2 separate regions of the Mus musculus genome follow, and region 2 is linked to region 1. Evidence: chromatin contacts called from public ChIA-PET data. All regions are on one chromosome and are shown on one strand. The core of a region is the stretch at or near the end of the contact, and the rest is flanking DNA. Distances in the headings are between cores, read along the strand shown.

Region 1 (3,158 bases), core at 397-2,896:
TGCTATCAAAGAAAGACAAAGAGAACCTGACCACATTACCTCTATGGACTACAGGGTGAAATGTAAGGTGACCCTGTCTCTCCATATCAAGTTCTGACAGAGGAAGTGGTTTTTATTTGAAAATTACGACTGAAAATAGGTTCCATTTTAGTACTCTCCACTAGATGCCTTGATTTCAAGACACACATGCAAATGCTGCAGGCCCCAGGTCTCTGATATCTCATTTCAGGCCCACCTGTTTTCCACCTTAGCAAGTGAGAAGTGGGAAGACATTTGGAGGCAGTAAATTTGGTAGAGCATCTACCTGCACACAGACAGATTGCAGAAGCTAGGCATGGTCGTACTACCTTGAGTTCTAGCATTCGGGAGGCAGAGGCAAGCAGAGCTCTGTGACTTCGAGGCCAGACTGCTCTACATAGTGAGTTCCAGCACAGCCAGGCTACATAATCGAGAGACAAACAAACAAAATTGCAAAAGCAGGGAAAAAAAAAACCGCACACAACTTTCACAAATCGAAAATGAGAAGGAGTCTACTAAAAGGTAAGGAACGACTGCTCCAGAAGTCTTCAACATGCTCTAGTTCTGATCTCTTCAATGTCCTCCTCATTCACGGAACTCCAGAACTGGCAGCCTTCCCTGGGGCCGTCCAGGACTCCTTACCTAGACCTAACGTCCTCTAACGTCCTGACTGAAATACCACCTTTGCAAGAATGAAAGGATTCCTTGTCCCCACCATCTTCTAAGTACTATACAATTAATAATCGCATATCGTTGACTGTTTGTTTCTTTTTACATAAGCTCCCAAGGAGCTCGATCTTTGTTCTGTTCACTGATACTTAGCACAAGCTTTCCAGGATCGTACCTGGCACACAGTAGGAGCGCAGAAAGTATTTCCCGAGTGAATGCACTTCTCGACTAGAATTGCAGTTTGGAAGGGGGGAGATGAAATGGGAAGAAGCGGGAGGAGGATGCTCTGGGCAGACACCGAAAGAGGCCAAGGCCGACCCACATACAGCAGCGCGGACGCAAAGCAGTGCACCACCCGCGACAGAGACGAACTCTCAGGACTCGCGGAGAAAAGTCCCGGGCAGAGCACACACACCGGGCTGCGGGCTGCCGGGGGAACCCCGTCGGGTTCCCGACCACGCAAGCTTTCTCTTCCCTTCCCGGATACCTGGGGCGCCGGAGCCGCCGGACCTCCCGGGCTCCGGCTCCCGCCCACAGGCGCGGTGGCGAGCGACAGGGCCCTGCCCCAGCACCTGCCCGGCCTGCCGCAGGGGTCCGGGCCGCGGCCAGCCCGGGAGGCCCCAGAGCGCCCCGCCCGGCACCCCGGCAGGAAGCGCCCCTGCCCCGGCCGCTCCACCCGCCGCCGCGCTCGCCCGGCGCACTCTCACCTCAGGGCGTACGTACGACACGAAGGAGGGCTTGGGCGCCTTGGTGCCGCCGCCACCGCCGACTCCCCCTTTCCCCAGCATCCCGCCGCCTTGCGAAGCAACGAAGCCGAAGCGCGGCGACAGCAGAGGCGGCGGCTCCGGCTCAGGTTCCGGCAGCGGCGGCGGCCACCAGCACCAGCGGCCGGGGCTCCGCCCATCCCTAGGGCCGCGGCGGCGGCAGCAGTACCGCCCGCATCCGGCTCCGCCGCTGACACCGTTCGCTCCGCCCAGGCCACGCGCCCCGCCTAGCGACCGTGGGACACGCCCACCGCCGCTCGCTCTGCTCCGGCTGAGGTCCCGCCCACAGCATGGGACTGGCCACGCCCACCCCTTGTTGGCCGAGGTATTTGCTCTAGCCAATGCGGAGAGCGTTCTCTCCGGGCTTCCCCACGATTGGCTAGCGAGAATGTCGCCATTTGCCCAATGGTCCTGCCGTCGCTAAGTTGTTGCGGGCAAGTCGTTCTACCCATTTTGCTTCTTTTACTGGCCAGCAGCTTTGAAATTCAGCTTGCTGAACAGAATGCCTCCGCAGAAGCTTCAAAACCACACCGACGACGTTCAGACTTTAGACGAATGAAGAGAGACAGAGCGGATAGGAACTGACTAAAGTGACGTAAAATGTTGTGTTCAACTTCAAACTTCTTTTGTTTGTCGCTTGGTTTCTAACTGGTAAGATATCAAAAGCCCTTAAGACTTATCTGCTCTCCCAAGTTATCGACAAACCTCTCATATTAAGCCAAGATAGCAAATAAAACACACACACACACACACACACACACACACACACTATTCATTTCTATTCATTTGAATTCCACCTTTGGGGCACTTGCCTCGCGTGAGCAAGACCAAATTGAATTCTCCCTGTGGAGCATTGTGTTAGAAGAATAAGATACGATGCAGCTCACCCGAAGTTGTTCCATCTACTGTGAAAAGCCAATAAACATTTGCAGTTAATTTTTCAAGTGTCAGGCACCTTGCTATGCCTTAGTCTGACCAACTGCACCACCCCCTTGTATTTCTTTTAAAATTCCCAACTAAGTACTACAAGTGACACGGAAGGGTGGTTAGTGCACACCTGCTATTCCAGCACCTGGAAGGCCAGACAGAAAGATAGTGAATTTGTGGCCAGCTCGGACTACTTAGGAAGTCCCCAGGCAACCTAGATCACAAATAAGACCTTCCTCTCAAAACCTAGCAATTAACTGTGCTTTTCCACGTTGGTTCCCAGGAAGGAGAGGTGACCTCTCTGATTCCGATATGCCAGACAGATTCTGTTGCTTTTGTTTCCAGGATCTGACCCAACCCATAAACAGAAATGCTGGCTTTTGATAGAAATTCACCAAGCAAATGTCCCTTTCTGCCGGCCGTCAAGCTAACGTTAAGTGTTACTAGATCACCCTGATCTTTAACATCTGCTGAAGGTCAAGCCCTGTTGTAATACGACTCTGAAAACTTGACACTGTCTCTGGGTCTGTACACTTCCCAGGAATGGGAGCCAACAAAAGAAACGTTTTAAATACCAAAAAACCAGCTGGTTTGCCACCCTCTTCTGATTGTGTCCGTCCCCCTCCCCCATGTGATACTGTGAGGAAGAAGTGGACTTGGAGATTATTGAGCCTTGAAGGAATGCCCTTATGAGATCAGAGGGTTCTGGCTAACCCTCCCCCATTGAGAGAACTCAGCAAGAATGTGTCACCATTCTGGGCTGGAGAGTTGGCTCAGTGG
Region 2 (3,207 bases), core at 607-3,106, 300 kb before region 1:
TGCCGGCGCCCTCAGAGGCCCCGGAACTGGCCTTAAAAGTAATTGTGAACTGTCCAGTATTGGGAATCAAACCCAGGTCCTCTACGAGAGCGACAGGTGCTCCTAGCCACTGAGGTACCGTTTCACCCCCAGCTTGTTAAGTAGAAGCAAACTCTGCCAGCTGGGGCTTCTGTTCTTAATTTTACAGCCACTTTATTCTTTACACCTTTTTTTCCTCTTTGCCTTCATCAGTAAAAGAGGAAACAGGACCTGGTTCATTTTTCTCCTGAGAAGGAAGACGCAGCTCTCTTCCAGCCCAGCTATTGATGATGGACTGACCCAGGAGGTGATTAGATGCCTCTCTGTGCAACTCTGGGCGAGTGTTTCATGTCTCTCTTCCGGGGAAATCCCGGGTGATGTGTGATTCTGTTCCGCCCTCGTCAAGTACCCAGTGGCCTGATTAGAGCTGGCAGCCCCTCTGGGAACTGCTCAACACTGACTTCTGAGTCCTTTAACACTGCTACGCACTCAAAGTTCCGTTTCTTTCCCTGTTGTCGCTTTCAATTAAGCCGGGAACTTCTGGAGCCAGGAGAGCCATGTGTAGTCTGGCTAGTGATGTCCACACTCTGGAATGGCAGAGAGGAGACTGAGATGTGGACAGTCCGCACCACTATAGCGTCACTTGATCAGTGCACACCCTGTGACCACGACCATGTTATTACAGTACTGAAGCCAGGCTTGGCAAATACACTGTCCTCTGTCTCAGAAGGCTTCATAGTTACTAATAAGCAGAGGTTCCTACAATTCCTTGTAGTCATTTGGTAAAGCTCACTTTTTTTTTCTAGAGAAGTTACAGTCAAGGTAAAATAAAGCATCAAGTGCATATTTTTAATAAATGCCCTTCCTTAACGCTGCTGACCCCTCCTACGTTCCTTAACGCTTCTGACTGCTCCTTCCCAAACAAGCCCGCCCCCCCCCCAGAGTTATTTGCCTCCTATTACATTTGCAATGAATGCCTCCAGCGCTGATAACTGCTGAAGGCCCACATATTTCTTTGGTTGGTATTTTGTTGCTTTTTGAGACAGTGTTGCTATGTAGCTTCCGCTGGCCTTGCATTCATGGTCTTGCCCAGGCTGCTACTGAGCCTGGTCCTTCGGGGTCAGCTTCAAGAATGGCTGGCATTGCAGTGGTGCCCCACCATACCTGGGTACCCACTTTCTTAGTTGATTACAAACCAGAGTGGCCTGATCCTAGTGCCCACCCTTCTCCCAAGGATTAGGAATACCAGCAGGTTCAGGTCTTGGCAGCCTTTAATTGCCTGAATTTGTATTGTTTCTGGGCAGCAGGCACACTACTCGGCCCTTTGTTTTCTAGCTACTTTAGATAAGGTTTAAGACCTGGAAGTCACTCTCGACTCATTCCCATGAGAAATCGCCTCCATTTCTTTCTAGCAATTCTTCTTGTGGGAAGGAAGGGGGAGAAACAAAAACCTGATTGTTTGGAGGCCCCGGGAAAGAGGTTTACGTACACGACCCAACTTCCTCAGCAGCATCAGAAGGCTGCAGGTTTGTGAGTCAAGTTCCCACAACCAGAGACGCATCTGTGATGCTAGGGGATTCTTCCTGGTAAAGGCGATAAGTACCTGGAAAGTAGAGCTTTGAGCTCAAACAAGTCACTGAGTGGTAGTGGCTTTCGAGAGATTTCTTCCAAGAGCTTCCTCCACCCTTCTCCACTTGAGGAAGAAACACTCTGATACCTTTTGATCATAATGAAGCTGTGGTAAACTCAGAAAGCTGAATTAGCATGAGATCAGGAAAACTGCAGGCTGCATGTGGCTTCTGCTGCCTCTGTTGGGCGTGTGGAAGACAATAGCAGAGGGCGCAGAGAGGGAAGGGCTGAGTAGCCACAGAAACAAGTTCCTGTTTTAATTCACAGAGGTTTCTCACATATTTACCACACAGAGAAACAACGGTGCAGCAGGGAAACAAGGTGTGCAGCAGAGTCACATGGGAGAGGGACCTTTGTTAAATACGGGCTCTGCCCAAGTTTCCAGTGATGTTGTCCCTTTCTGCTGCCTACCACTAACCATGTGGTGTGTCAGCCCTCTACCCCACCTCCACATGCTTCACTTAGGAGCCCAGGTAGAATACCAGGTGTATCTTTGTTGGGACAGGGTTGGGTGGATTAGGGCCTAAGGACTATCTACTCTTCAGAAGTTAGACTTGTTTCTACCCCAAGAGATGAGTCCTGTTCAGCCATGTCTGAAGGAAGCATGCCTATCTTCGTGACTGGGCCTTGAGTCTGAGAAACCACCTGAAAGATGACAAATAGCCCTGAGGACAGTTGTCCTTGTTGAGGACCCAGGATCACGGGTCACCATGTATTTCTTGTTCACTTGCCATCTCTGTGCCTAGTGTGACCCTTGCCACCTTCTCCCGTGTTCACTCTGCCAGCTCCTTGGATGAAGAGAGGAGACTAAGGATGGGGGCTGGGGGCGGGGGAAGCTGAGCCTGAGGTACGCCTGAGGGATGGGGACTAGCAGGGTGGGATGGGGCTTTTTTGTGTATAGTTGGGCGTTTAAACCAAGTACCCCATGCTAAAGGAAGAAGTCAAACAACAGAGGAGGGTATGGGAGAACATATTCCGTTCTCAAAGTGCTTGTTCCAGGAATATTAATAAATGCAGTACAAATAAGCAGGGGTGGGGACTCCATAAAAGGGGGTTTGGACACAGCAGATTATGGAAGAGCCAGTTAACAGCACTCTCTAAACGTATTTTTTTGGAGTCTTCCTTGCATAGAGCATCTCACTCAAATGATATTTTATAGAATCTATTTTTAGAAAAACTAGATTAAGATCATTAGAAAAACAAGAAAGAGCCCTTAAGAAGGAAATTGAAAATGACAGCAAAGCGAAGCCTGTGAGATGGCTCAGTGCTCGGCGACTGGAAGCGCTGGCCACTAAACCTGTTGACCTGAGTTCAATCCTGGGAACCCATGTAAAGGTGAAAGGAGAAAACTGAATCCACAAAGCTGTCCTCTGCCTGAATAAACGCTCCATGGTGTGTGCATGGCCAGGTACACATTACACAGCCTCCCACGTGTGCTTACCAGCGCGTGTGCGCACACACACACTAAAATTAATTTTTATAAAGCAGACGATGTGTTTTGTTCTATTTTCTCATTTCCTTATTAGACATTAGGAGCATGCAGGGTCCAGAGGGAAATAG

What was found. ChIA-PET counts read pairs in DNA pulled down with a chosen protein or histone mark.
Region 2: an RNA polymerase II ChIA-PET map of effector CD8 T cells shows a contact between it and region 1, with 8 read pairs. The contact joins the enhancer-like site here to the promoter of Mtmr12 in region 1. A contact is called at or near these places in 1 of 39 promoter capture datasets (liver), 1 of 484 Hi-C or Micro-C datasets (the Ba/F3 cell line) and 3 of 115 datasets of contacts at active chromatin or transcription factors (effector CD8 T cells, embryonic stem cells and memory CD8 T cells).

Annotation. Positions count from the first base shown.
Region 1 is chr15:12,203,516-12,206,673 of GRCm38.p6, reverse strand. It overlaps Mtmr12 (myotubularin related protein 12), which reads right to left and starts at 1,646. Exons shown (of 16, transcript NM_172958.4): 1 at 1,395-1,646. The coding sequence starts at 1,475.
Region 2 is chr15:12,499,565-12,502,771 of GRCm38.p6, reverse strand. All of the region lies in intron 3 of Pdzd2 (PDZ domain containing 2), which reads left to right. Among named protein-coding and RNA genes, the nearest start is that of Gm52211, 9.3 kb to the right of the region's middle. Within about 2 kb of position 1,856, at least 51 of the 459 cell types and tissues checked have an H3K27ac peak or open chromatin away from gene starts, as enhancers often do. A contact at or near this core is called in the Ba/F3 cell line, effector CD8 T cells and memory CD8 T cells, where this site is marked.